2 separate regions of the Mus musculus genome follow, and region 2 is linked to region 1. Evidence: chromatin contacts called from public HiChIP or PLAC-seq data. All regions are on one chromosome and are shown on one strand. Each heading gives the region's core, a stretch centred on a gene start, on an enhancer-like site or on the middle of the called end of the contact. The rest is flanking DNA. Distances are from core to core; before and after follow the strand shown. Region 1 has its middle 15 kb from the start of Gm36297. Region 2 has its middle 22 kb from the start of Ivns1abp.

The links. HiChIP or PLAC-seq counts read pairs in DNA pulled down with a chosen protein or histone mark.
Region 2: an H3K4me3 HiChIP or PLAC-seq map of microglia shows a contact between it and region 1, with 5 times the contacts expected there. The contact joins two enhancer-like sites. A contact is called at or near these places in 8 of 39 promoter capture datasets (HPC-7-derived erythroid cells, embryonic stem cells, fetal liver and 3 more), 2 of 484 Hi-C or Micro-C datasets (bone marrow-derived macrophages and uterus), 3 of 115 datasets of contacts at active chromatin or transcription factors (bone marrow-derived macrophages, fetal liver and microglia) and 1 of 9 other capture datasets (embryonic stem cells).

Annotation. Positions count from the first base shown.
Region 1 is chr1:151,037,798-151,044,368 of GRCm38.p6, reverse strand. No RefSeq gene overlaps it. Among named protein-coding and RNA genes, the nearest start is that of Gm36297, 15 kb to the left of the region's middle. Within about 2 kb of position 3,223, at least 24 of the 459 cell types and tissues checked have an H3K27ac peak or open chromatin away from gene starts, as enhancers often do. A contact at or near this core is called in microglia, where this site is marked.
Region 2 is chr1:151,318,873-151,325,424 of GRCm38.p6, reverse strand. It overlaps the pseudogene Gm10138. Among named protein-coding and RNA genes, the nearest start is that of Ivns1abp, 22 kb to the left of the region's middle. Within about 2 kb of position 4,839, at least 5 of the 459 cell types and tissues checked have an H3K27ac peak or open chromatin away from gene starts, as enhancers often do. A contact at or near this core is called in microglia, where this site is marked.

The DNA of each region.
Region 1 (6,571 bases), core at 1,974-4,473:
GGTGTGAGACAGTCCCTGGACTCACCCTAACCAAGGGAGCAGCTGCGTCTCAGGTGAAACTTTAAGCAAATGGCTCTCATTACTAAATGGAAAACTGCTGGGGCCTAGGAAGAGCTTTGCTTAGTATCAGGCTTGAGATGGTGGGGACGCATTCTCTCTCCTCTTAGAGCAGCTCCTGTCTTCTCCTTCAGGAAGATTTTTCAAAGTAAGAGAACAGTACACTACCTTTAGCTATTAGTGACCAGTTGATTATACACAGGGCCCACAATCTCCTGATATTTCCTGTGTTGGTAAAAAAAACTGAACAACTTATACAAAAAGACTCGGGAAATCTCCAGTCTCAGTGGGATCTAAATAGCATGGATTGGTTTGGATTCTGGGAGCATTGATTTCACACTCCTTTATAAGGGGTGGGGGGCTTATTTCTATTAAGTAAATAAAACAACCTCAACATAGCAGATTCATTTAACCATGCTTACTCTCTGTTGGAGGACAAGATTAAGGCAGGGTCAGTATCAGAAGAACAAAAAGCAGGCTTCTGGAAGTCCCTGGATCAGATACCCATAGTGTCCCGTGCCAGAGAGAGATGCTCTTTATGCTTATACCTGCACCAGAGTGCTCTAGAGCAGTGGTCCTCAACCTCCCTAATGCTGTGACCCATTAATATAGCTCCCCATGTTGTGGTGACCGCCAAGCATAAAATTATCTCGTTACTACTTCATAATGGTAGCTTTGCTACCATTATCAATCATAATATAAATATCTGTGTTCTCTGATGGTCTTAGGTGACCCCTGTGAAAGGGTCGGTTGACCCCACCAGGGGGTCGTGACCCATAGGTTGAGAAGGGCTTCTCTACAGGAAGTCAGTCACCTGAGTTTAGAAAGGCAAGAACTAATTATGGATGCTAACGATAATTTCCCTGCCCTTTCTCTTAAGTTTCACTAGACTTCTAAGGGATTATTTTGTAATTATTATTACAGTAAGTGCATTAGGAAGTGTTTTAAAGCTCTGCTTCACTGTCAGATTCCCAGGGGCACCTCATTTAAAATCACTTAGTTAGAAAAATAACTTTGTAGCTGTCAGTGCAGTGTTGAGTCCTTGATCTTTAAATCCCTCTTAGGTTCTAAAATTTTGATCCTCCGGTATGCTAATGAGGGACAGCTCAGACAGAAGTGCTGCCGTTGATGGATCCTTCTCTTTGAAACTGTTTGGCTTTAAGGCTCCGATTCTCCTAGTCTTCTTCCTCTGCTTGGTTTGTTGATTCGTTTGTTGTTGTTGTTTGTTTATTTGTTTTGAGACAGGGTCTCTTCATATAACCCAGAATGTCCCCAAAATTTCTTATAGCACAGGCTGCTGGTCTTGCATGCCAAGCCTCTTGCTTTGGCTTCGTGACTGCTGGAATTACAGATGTGCTCCACCATGGCTGGACCTCCATCCTCAGACAAGAGTATCTTCTCCACTGTTGTCTCTGTAGCTGTTTTCTCAAAAGCCACACCCAGTTTGTGGCTGGTCCTATATGAAGCCTTGGATCTACTTATTTTCATGAGCTGTGATTTCCTACGCAGTTTTGATATCACAAGAAACCTAAGCGATCCGCTCCACTTTCAGTTTTACCTACACAGCTAGAGCTGCTTTTCAAAATGCAAACCAGGTCGTATTCTTCTCTTCTTAAGTCACTTGCAGAGGCTTCCATTTCATAGCCATGTGATTTAAGTGCTTTGATAGTGTGTATGGGATCCTACACATCTGGCTAGCAAGGACTTCTGTGTTGGTTACAATCACACGAATACTGCCGCATAACCAACAACCACAGATGTAAGGAAAAACAGTGTTCTCTTGCCTAGAGTAGTCTGCAAAGTGGCTGTGTTTGACCTTAACTAGAGTTGTTCTCGTGCTTAGGAGCTTTTGGGCTTCACATAGTCTAGGGAGAACTTAGTTGAAATGACAGAGACGCTGTTTTTTCTGGTTGTCCAGTAGGCTAATATACATGGTCATGGAAGTGGCAGAGGTAACAGTGAACGCACACAGAATCTTACAAGGTTTCTTGCTGCCTACGCATGGAACCAGCTCACTGCTATGTCTACTGAATTGCATTGAGCAAACTAATTAGTCGAGCAAACTAATTGCGTTGAGCAAACTACAAGGTGTCTTCCTGGTTTAGGGGTTTAAGAAATGGATTCTGCCTGGTCACTGAGAGGAAATGCGGCAGTGGGTTTGAACACAGAGGAGACAGGACCAGGAGCCTTCAGGTATGCTCTGTCATAGAATTGAAGAAAGACTTCAACATTCAAACTAGACCTCAGGCATTAAGGACTAAAATACTGTCCACAGAGGTTTGTGATTTCATTAGAGATGATGCAAAGAGAAGATGAAAAGGAACTAACATCCTAACCTTCATATAGACAAAATAATGTGATGTGGGGGAGTGGGGGCGGGCGGGCATGGATACCAAGCTGCTGTGGTGAAAGAAGAACTAAAGGAAAAAAAAAAAGATATATTAGAAATTACAAATACTGTAGGGTGAGAAAGTTTGTGGGAAACTTAGAAGATAAAATTGAGGCCTTTTTTTCCTCGTGAAAACACAGATAATAACAAGAAAGGGATATTAAAACAAGGTAATAGTCAATTCTGAACATCCTAGATCTGATTAATAAGAATCCTGAATAACCAATGGAAATCGCCAAAAGTAGGAGAAAATACAGACTCCACAGAGTTTGCCCAAAGAGAGCTGATTGGGGGGGGGGGCGGTGAGAGGGCGGAATTGGCATGTCCATTCCTGTCGGTCCTCTGGCTTTATGGAGTCACAGGGGAGGGAAGGGGGGCTGACAGACAGACAGACAGACAGACAGACTGACTGACTGACGATGGAGGGAAGGGGGGCCAACCCAGATACAGGTTCAGGATCACACGGGGCAGCTGGTGTTTCCCGTGATTTTATTGGAAAGTTGAGCGTGAGAAGAGGGAGTAAGGATGGGGATAGCTCGGGCACCATCTTAGTTTAATAAATGTGTTTAATTCAAACTTATTTTCAAAGTGGACAAAAGTGATATATTTGGTAACACCAGGAAGTGGACACAATGTAGCTGCTAAATGAGGCCCTCAAATGTTGACATGAGGGGAGTTCAATGTGACATGTTTAGTAGGAAGTGGGAGAGGGGAGGAAGCGAAAACAGACCAAAGTAAACATTAGCTCCAGATAAATGAAGAACAGCATATCCTCTGCAACGCCCGCCCCGCCCCGCTCCGCCCCTGCCCCCGCCCCCACCCCGTGAGAACAAGACAGTCAGCTCCTAAGGATCCTCTCACATTTCTATTGTTATTGAGTGCGGGTTTTGCTTTGGCACCTTCTGACGTCTTTTATTCCTGTTTGTTGGCCAAATCCTAGATAAATGTTTCAAGTTCCCACTGTCAGATCTCTTCAGCGTTGAGGATGACTGTTAAGACTTCATTTGAGACAATGCCTCACAGAGTTTCAAATTAGGTTGTGTTTAAAGCTTTAGAAGTTAGTCATTGATTGAGAGGCTGAACTCCTTCACTGTCTCTCTGCTTCACTCTTATTATTTAGGCTGCTTCCCACTTGAAATCAGGTACCTCGACAGTGCTCCACCAAAGTGCTCAGTGGGAAGGGATGGTGGCAGGGAACTCTGGGGACATAACTGGATGTGCTGTCAACTAATACGAAATCTTGGTTTAAGGAGACGTTGAAGCAAGTGGCGTCTGTTTCCCTCTCCTTCAACAAAAGAGAGGGGAAAACAAAACAAAACAAAAACAAAAACAAAAAACAAAAACAAAGATCGATTTCGAAATTTAAGCAGAACTAACTCTGGCTTTAGTCATGAAACTCCGGAATTGTCGTTTGAAGGGGGAAGTGCAGTTCATGTTTGATTTATTGGAACTTAGGCTGCTGGGTGTTTGACTTATTGGAACTTAGGCTGCTGGGCTTTGTTAAAGAAAGTGTGTCATCATGAAACTAACATCAGAAACCTGCAAACAAGACTGACTTGGGTATACATTGCAGTATATAATTATATAGGTACCTTGGCTCTATCTTAGAGGTCTGTTGTAAATAGTGTAAAAGACCCCTCCCAGCCCAGAATGCAGCCAGTGCCCAATGAGTTCACACCCATCACCATGAGAAAGCTGGTACAGATATGAGGCGACGTGGCTAGTACACCCAGTGCCTGCTCTCACGGCTCAGTTTCCAGTATGTGAAAGGAGAGCTTAAGATTTATCTCCTCCACATCTTTTAATCTTCGGAAAATCAATTATGAATGCAGGCTCTCTGAATCCTTTCTGCTTTGACGGGATAAACAGTTTTATTTTCTACCATGTATGTTTCAAAATCTCGAAGTGACAATCTCATTCATCACTGTAAAGCACCTCTATTCCTGGGATTAGTCCCTGTCATAGAGGTCTCAAATGGTGTTCATTTCATCAAGTATTTACAATGTAAATTCATAATTGAATAAGACAGACATACGTGTGTTTGAAGACTTATAAAGTACACAACATGGGAAGCCGGGGACTCTGACAGAGGAGGAATCTTTGCTTGTCCTTGGATTTCCCAAACCAATTGAATAGAGACTACTTTTGTTAGGTGATGTCTGCTTAATATGGCAAGGCTGCATTTTGGGTTAAGAACCCATGCTCGTTTTAAAAATTCTCTTTCTCTTGCCTTTTTTCGAGGCAGAGTTTTACTGTATAGCCTGACTGGCTTGGAACTCACTATGTAGATCAAGTGGCCTCAAATCTCAGTCTCCCAAGGAGAGTTTTTAATAAACCCAGCTTAAAAAATTATTTTTTAAATGTAAGAGTTCACGGAAAAAAAAATCCGAGTCTTTGAGAATTGATGATAGGTTAGGCTCATGGGGTAAGGAGAGGGTTAGAAGATACTGGAAGGGAGACAGACAGGAGGACAGTGAACTCTATCCATTGTGGAAGGAGCAAAGGAGAGGAAGTCACGTGACTTCTGGTTTACCCAAGTTCATTCACTCGGTCCCCTGCCCTGTGTTTACCTTTAAATCAGTTCACCTATTTGGTCTCCAGTTTTATCCTGTGTCAAATGGGGTTGGCAAGGCAAGATGTCCTTCTAGGGTGTTATCTAGGCTGACTAAGTATAGTCTGGGCTTATTTTGTTTTGAGAAGTAATGGATAACATTTTTGTACTTTGGTGGAAGGATGATGTATAAGTCAGTCTCACCTTTATAAAGCATTTTAAAAAAATGAAGGTTCTTTTGCAGTGGGAATAGTATTGTTTACTATGATTTAAAAATGTTTGTCTGGCTCTGTGTGTTAAGATAAAAACTAAATCAATAATGTTTTTAAAATGATGGCAATTATTTTAGGTGGACAGAGCAACCCATAATTTCATTGCTACATTTTTTTTTTTTTTATGTTCGCTCGGCTTTCTGGCAAACAAATGGAATGAGTCTTTAAACCACTGAGGAATTAGAAGATGCCTCACGTTCAGTGGCTAACGGGAATCACTCCATAAGCCCACAATTGTATCCCACTAATGCATCCTGTTGAGTCAGGTTAGCGCAGTCCTGGGGAGGCATTGTCGCTCTGCACACAGCTTTGTGTCAGGTGGTCGACCTCACTGTGAACTGTGCTGCATTGCTTTCCTGAGCTTGATGGACTTAATGGCCATGACGCGGATTGGTTGACAGAGGCAGAGAACAAAAGAGATTTCTGGAAGGCATTAGCGGCCCTGAATAAAAAGTATGCACATTACTGGATTGTTTTGGTAGTAAGTGATCATGAGTCATTGTTTATAAACTCACTTGCATTTGTTACACAGAAGAGAAGTGCTTTGGTAAAAGCCATAATTATTCTGGAAGATACTCGCTCATCATTGTAAAGATACTGCCTCACAATGCCGGCGCTGTTTGTAGTCAAATGTTATGCTGATACTACAAATAAGTATTTTTCTACCTGATAACTTGCTTTTGCCCCTTCCCTGTAATTTCTGGGAGTAATAAAGAGTACTTCCTGCAAAGCAAAATTCTGTCCCCCCTGAAAACAACTTGGCTATACAAAATGTGAGGTCTAGTTTCCAGAGCAATAAGAGCTTTGAAGGAGTTGGAGGATAACATATCAGCCTTTACTTTTAACGATCCTTAAGAGTGCAGAATATATTTGAATTCAGAATTCTGTAGCAATTCTCATTTAGCGTTCATTCTTTGACGCTGCAGTCGCCAAAGCCTTCTGACTTCCTTCAGTGTTCACAGCCTTCATCTAGACTTGGATTCACCAGTTCTGTATATGTGCCCCAGAGTCGGCATATAACAGTGTTATATATACAGACTCACTCAGACATAAGGAAGGTTGACGCTGTTTGCAGAATAATCGGTGGAACTGAGGAACATCACGATAAGTGAAGTAAGCCATTCCTATAAGAATAAATATCGTGTGCTTTATCTTCTGTGTGAAATATCAGGTAAGAATAAAAAATGAAAGCAAAAGGGGGGAATCGTTGAGATGTGTGAAGGGAAAGAGGAGAGAACATTTTTTCAGGTGCTTCTCGGTATTCCTCAGTTGAGAATTCTTGGTTTAGCTCTGTACCCCATT
Region 2 (6,552 bases), core at 3,590-6,089, 280 kb before region 1:
TGGGTTTGAGTGATATAATCTTTTTTGCTGCTGTGTGTTTTCCCATGTTGCATCTGATTTTTAAAAATTATATATATTCTCAATTAAGCATGGTCAAAATAATGACCAATAGCAGGTTATCTCTAAAGGTTCACTCAGAGGACAAAGCTTGCTCTACTGCACATATGCTTCAAACCAATCTGAGCTGGATTGTGTTTCTGTGCCCATATACATCCTGAAATATGTATGCATCGAAACTGTCTTCAAAAGGAGAGTTGTTACAGGCAAGGAAACTTATTCCCAGGTTAAAAGAGGGATGTATAGATGTGTTATATAGGTGTGGGTCCTAGGTTGTTAGCTGCATTGTTAGAATAGAGGTGCATGTATAGCCCAAACCAAGAGGAATCTCAGTTGCTAAGCCATCCCCTATGCTTGCCGGCCTCATCCTAAGTCAGATAGCAGAACTTGTAACTCGGGAGTCAGCTTTTCTCCCACTACTGAAAGGACTCCCCTCGTTATAAAAACAGGGCCAGTTGTGAATAAAAGGGAAGATTGCAAAGGATGCTGTAGCCTTGGTGGGTCATTCCCCACTTGTGGTTTCCAGCTTCATTGAGGGAAATCCTGAAGAACCTTTTCCAGAGCCATGTATGTGCTACTGACCCTGTCTCTACTTAGCCAGACTTCCATCCATCTCTACTGAGCCTGTAGACCCCTTCCTTGGCCATGATCCCGAACAACCCAGCTTTAGTAAAAAAAAAAAAATCCTTTAAAATCAGCGTATCAAGAAGCCCTGCCTCAGTGTCTAGTCACCCTCAAAATCTGATCAGTCTTTCTTGTCACTCTCATCTAACACCTAATCACCCTCCTGTTCCTTCAGCAAGACCCTGGCTCCATTGCTTTAATCAGAACACCCAAAATGGCTTTCTCTTAGCCATTTTTTTTTTGAGACAGGGTTTCTCTGTGTAGCCCTGGCTGTCCTGGAACTCACTCTGTAGACCAGGCTGGCCTTGAACTCAGAAATCCGCCTGCCTCTGCCTCCCAAGTGCTGGGATTAAAGGCGTGCACCACCACGCCCGGCCTCTTAGCCATTTTTTATCCATTAGCCTACACCTAGATGTTCGTGTTGGCTGGAAAGTCTCACTTTCCTTTACATTTGGAGCTAGCCATTCTCTCTTCTCCCTTGTGAATCTCTACTGCCACAACACTTCCTGGACAGTCTGCTTTGACTGTTGTTAACAAGTGTCATGAATTGTTTTCTTCTTCAATATTTTGTGGGACTCTAGTTAACTTGTAAGGAGCTTTGGCTTGCTTAAGAAGGACTTCATTCTATGCATATGTATGTGTATGTATATAAGTATATATGTATATATTTATATGTAGAATGTTTATGTATGTATATGTAAAATATTAGATTACTTAGATGTACTATTTCATAAAAACAATGACTTGGAGTTCAGAGAGCATTTTTTCTAGTTTTTGCTTGAAATTCACTATATAGTAGAACTAGAAATTCAGCAGTTAATTAAAATGTTTTATCAGTATTTATTTTGTTTGTATGTGTGCTTAGAGAGTGTGCATGCATGGCCCATGTGAGGAGGTCAGAAGACAGTAGGAATTGGTTTTCTCCTTACATCATGTGGGGTCCAGAGGTTGACCAGGTCCTCCGGCTTGGCAGTAAGCACCTTTGCCTGTTGAATCATTTTGCTCAACATTTTAAAGTAGAATTTATTTTGAAAAGGAGATCATTTGAGCTCTATGTGGTGGTCCATTCATATAATCCCAGCACTTGTGGAAAGGATCAGGAGTTCTAGGCTAGCCTGGACAACATCAGACTCTGTCTCAAAGAAAGAGATACTTTGTTTTCAAATTATTCATAAGCATTTTAAGGAACAAAAAAACATTTCTCTTTAAAAAAGAGTAGCTGGCTTTCTTAGTTAGGATTTTACTGCTGTGAAGAGATACCATGACTAAGGCAACTCTTATAAGGACAACATTTAATTAGGGCTGGCTTACAGGTTCAGAGGTTCAGTCGCTTATCATCAAGGTGGGAACATGGCAGGCATGGTGCAGAAAGAGCTGAGAGTTCTACATCCTCATCTTAAGGCCCCTAGAACACCAGCTCCCAGGCAGCTAGGATGAGGGTCTAAAAGCCCACACCCACAGTGACACACTTCCTCCAACAAGGCCACACCCACTCCAATAAGGCCACACCTACTCCAACAAGGCCAAGCATATACACCCTAGGTAAGGGTGGTTCATACTAATGGGAGGAAGGGTTGAAAGTTCAAGGTTTAGCATGGGCTACACAATGAGATTCTTTCCACAATAAAAATTATTAGACATAACCAGGAGTCTCAGCAGAAGCGAAGTGGAAACAGAAAGATTATGAATTCAAATTCAAGTCTAGGCAGGGATTCATAGCAAGATTCTGCCTCAAGTATGTACACATTACACACCACACACACACAGAGGATTGTGTATGTGTGCATAGTTTTACTAAATGTGTTCTCCTGTATCCCCTTGAGTCAAAAAGGAATAGTACTTGATCATTCTATTTCCAGCTAAACTAAAATGCTTACTATGTTTTCCAACATTGTATTTTTGATATATCTGTTGGGTTTGGTGGCTCATGCTTGTAACCTATAATTCCAGCACTTGAGAATCTGTCTCAAAACTGAAACAAAATAAAAATGAAAATAAAAACAAAAACAAAACAGAACAAAACCAAGCAACATCAAGATGGCCCTAAATATCTTCTGTGAGAAGCTCACGGGACAGTGGTCATCAACTCTAGACTTCGTTCAAGAAGGCCTGACCACACAGGCTGCTGCTGTAGTTCTGGTTAAAGAATGGACAGGGCGCTACACGATCTTAGTCAGTGGTGGGAATAACAAAGAACATTTTCCCTTGAAGCAGGATGCCCTGACTCTAGGCTTGGTGTGCTTGCTGTTGAGTAAGGGGCCTCCTGGGAGACCTGGAGACAGAAATCACACATCTGTTTGAGGATGTATTGTTTTAGTCCAGTGGTTCTCAACCTTCCTGATGCCGTGACCTTTTAATATAGTTCCTTGTGTTGTGACAACCTTCAGCCATAAAATTATTTTGTTGCTACTTCATAACTGTAATTTCACTACTGTTATGAATTGTAATATAAATATCTGAAATGCAGGGGTTGCAAGCCACAGGTTGTGAGATGTGAGAAATGCTGTTTTAGTTAGTCAGAGGGATCTCAGCCTGTCATTGTTGAAGCCATTTCGACAGATACTCTCAGATACTGTCCCCTGTGTCATCTGGGGTCCAAGAGGGCTACAGCAGACTCTATACACTTTTCAGTCTCTCTAAAGTAGAAGATATCTACCAATATGTCTTCAGAAATCTCATGAGTAGTGGTGAGACGCTAGGAACCGAAGCTCCGAAGGCCCAGGACCCTGTTTTCCTGTGTGAGCAGTGTACTTGAGCGCCAGCTATTGCTCTGAAGAAAATCACTGGAAGGAAATTAGAAGTGCCTGCTAAATATTCTCATGTTTTGCCCTAGGAAATGATGAAGTTAAAGAAAAATGTTTGAGAGCACATTGTCAGGGTACAGCTTTTTCTTTCTAAGAACTTACATTTCTGAGTCCAGTTAAAAATACAAATTTTTAAAACAAATAAATAATCAAACCCTGAAAAAATTGCTAGAACGCTTCTGTTAGGAGCCTGCTTAGCTATCAGTAAGCTTGAAGGACATGCTGGACTCTTCCCTCACAGTCAATTGCCTGGGCAGTAACTTCAGGACTCTGATTACTATCTCAAGCTGGTCCCCAAAGCCCTAAACTTACAGGATTCCTATCCTCAATAGGATCTCCACCATTGCCATATCCCACAAGAATCACTCAATATGGGCCTGTCAATTACCCGGAGAGGTAAAAACCCCTCAGAAAAGCTATTTCAGGAAAGTTAGGAAATATGTAAAATTTGACTGAACTGTGACCATTGGAACAGTGGTCTCACTCTGGAGAACGCGGCCCTTTACTTGGTAATAGACCCCATCTTCTACTCCTGCACCCTGCATGTCTTCCCTCAGTTCTTTCTGCAGAGACAAGGGATAGGAAGTTGAGGAGAGGCCAGAGTGAGATTCCACTGTCTCTTAAAATGTACTAGCCAGCTGGGGATGGATGTCCATTGAGTGCTTGCCTAGTGTGCACAAAGCTCTGGGTTCTATTCCTAACACTGTGTAAAAGCCAGTGTGGTGGCACAGGCCGGTAATCCCACTCTTTGGAGGCAGATGCTGGAGGATCAGTTTTGGATACATAGTAGATGTTTCAAAAACCAAAAACCAACCAAACCAACCAAACCAACCAACCAATTAACCAAGCAAGCAAGCAAGCAAGCAACAGGCAAGCATAACAGGAACAGGAGATGGTTCAGCAGGTCATAGTGCTAACTGCTCTAGCAGAGAACCTGGGTTCAATTCTTAGCACCATATCAGGTGACTCACAACCACCTGTAACTCCAGTTCCTGGGGGATCTGACACCTCTGGCCTCTGGAGGCATCTGCACTCATGTGAATATACCCCCCCCCACATACCTAATTAAAAATGTTAACAATAGAATTTTAAAAACCAGATACTATTCAGTTCTTTTGCATAGCATATAGACTTCCACAGGCATTGTCAGAACTCAGAAATCTAACACATTTAGCTCAACGATTGAATTAGATTAACTTGGAATTCACAGGTCAACACCATCTAAAAACGGAGCTGTGAGGCTGAGTGAACAGGTTGGTGAGCTAGCTTGCACAACAAGGAAACAAAGTAACAAAGCCCATTCTATTCTGTCAACTCGTTTCCTCCACTCTCTTCCTCTCCCGATGTCTCTGAAAGGCAAGGTCAGACAAGCCACACAGTTTTGTTGTGGTTTGGGTCAGCATTTCTATACACTATCTCCTGGGCCATAGTGAAAGACATTAGTCCACAATGATATACTCTCATGAATTTTGTTAAATAGCAGCTAGGGTTACTTTTAAAAAAATGTTTTTTATTAGCAATAGCATACATTCATTTTACACAATAATGCATTTTATTGTGCATTTTCATAAATATAGTGTATTTTACTTATACCTATAGAGCTACCATTTTTGCTTCTTTGGGATGCTTGGGTTTGAACCTGGGGCTTTGAGTATACTTTACACACATTCTCACTATGCTACACCTGCAGCCTCACCATTTTTTTAATTGTTTTTTTTTTGTTTTGTTTTGTTTTGTTTTTGTTTTTTTGTTTTTTTTGTTTTTTTTTTTTTTTGAGACAGGGTTTCTCTGTGTAGCCCTGGCTGTCCTGGAATTCACTCTGTAGACCAGGCTGGCCTTGAACAGAGATCCTCCTGCCTGTGCCTCCCAAGTGTTGGGATTAAAGGTGTAAGCCATCACCGCCCTGTTTCTTTAAAAACGAATCAGTTATAGTATAGTTCGTGTGTGTGTGTGTGTGTGTGTGTGTGTGTGTGTGTGTGTGTATGCTCGAGCGTGCATGCTTGTGGGCCTTTTCCACTGAGTCCAACACAGTGCCTGTTGCTTTATTGGCTTACAGATAGCCTCTGAAAGAAGGTAATGGCTGCCTTTGGCCACTGGATTGCTCTTGACAAATTTGAAGAGTTTCAACTCTCCTTCTAACATACTGACTGGCAGCCTTGGCAGGCAGCACAGAGGAGCAGCAGTGTCCCCACTGAAGGTCTTCCTCATCGGAGTGTGAATGATGTCATGTGATCTAATGGCAGGTGCCACTCACATTTCTTTAGTTATATTCCCGATACACATCTATTTATAGATTTAAAAAATCATTTCTGCTTGTGAAACTTGGGTGCGCAAAAATCCAAGAAGCTATCTTTTCAGACCCGATGATCTATTCACAGAGTAAGTGTATATAATTGCTTGCTCTCTTCTTTCTCGGGAGCCCTCGGGACAGAGCGCTTCTCAGTGTTTACTGTAAGATCAAGGACAAGAAATTCTGTTTACAGTGTGTATGCAGTGTGACTTTAGGACAGTGGGGGCATAGCTACCCTGAAAGAAAAAAATATGTATTTTGAAATACTTGTGATGTGTTATACTTATTTTGGTTTTTCAGTGCCTTTCTTTTAAAGCCACATCACTCAGCTCCTGGAAGTGTGTGTGGCTCGGGTGTGTGGCTTAAGCTTTTCCAGAAGTTGTATCAACAACAGTACCACTCGGAATTTGTTTTCATGTCAAGTTCAATGCTGAGAGCAAGTCATACTGATGTTTTAAAAAGAAAAGAGAAGAACTCTTCCTTTCAGACAAGTCCCTTGAGGATAGCCCAACTGAGTGTTAGCTCTCGACTCTCCAGGCTGTGTGTCCTGGGAGATCCTCCAGCCACCCCTCTAAGCACTGGCAGATGGGAGCCCATCACTCTCTGAGGCTCATAGCAGAGTCAGCCAGACACCCCAGGGCTCCACGTATGATCCTGATCCAGATGAAAGATCCTCTGCAGGGCCCCACTGTGCTTATAACTAATTCAAGGATCGATTATTCACATTTCTCTCTCTTTTTTAAAGATTTATTTATTTATTTTATGTATATGAGTACA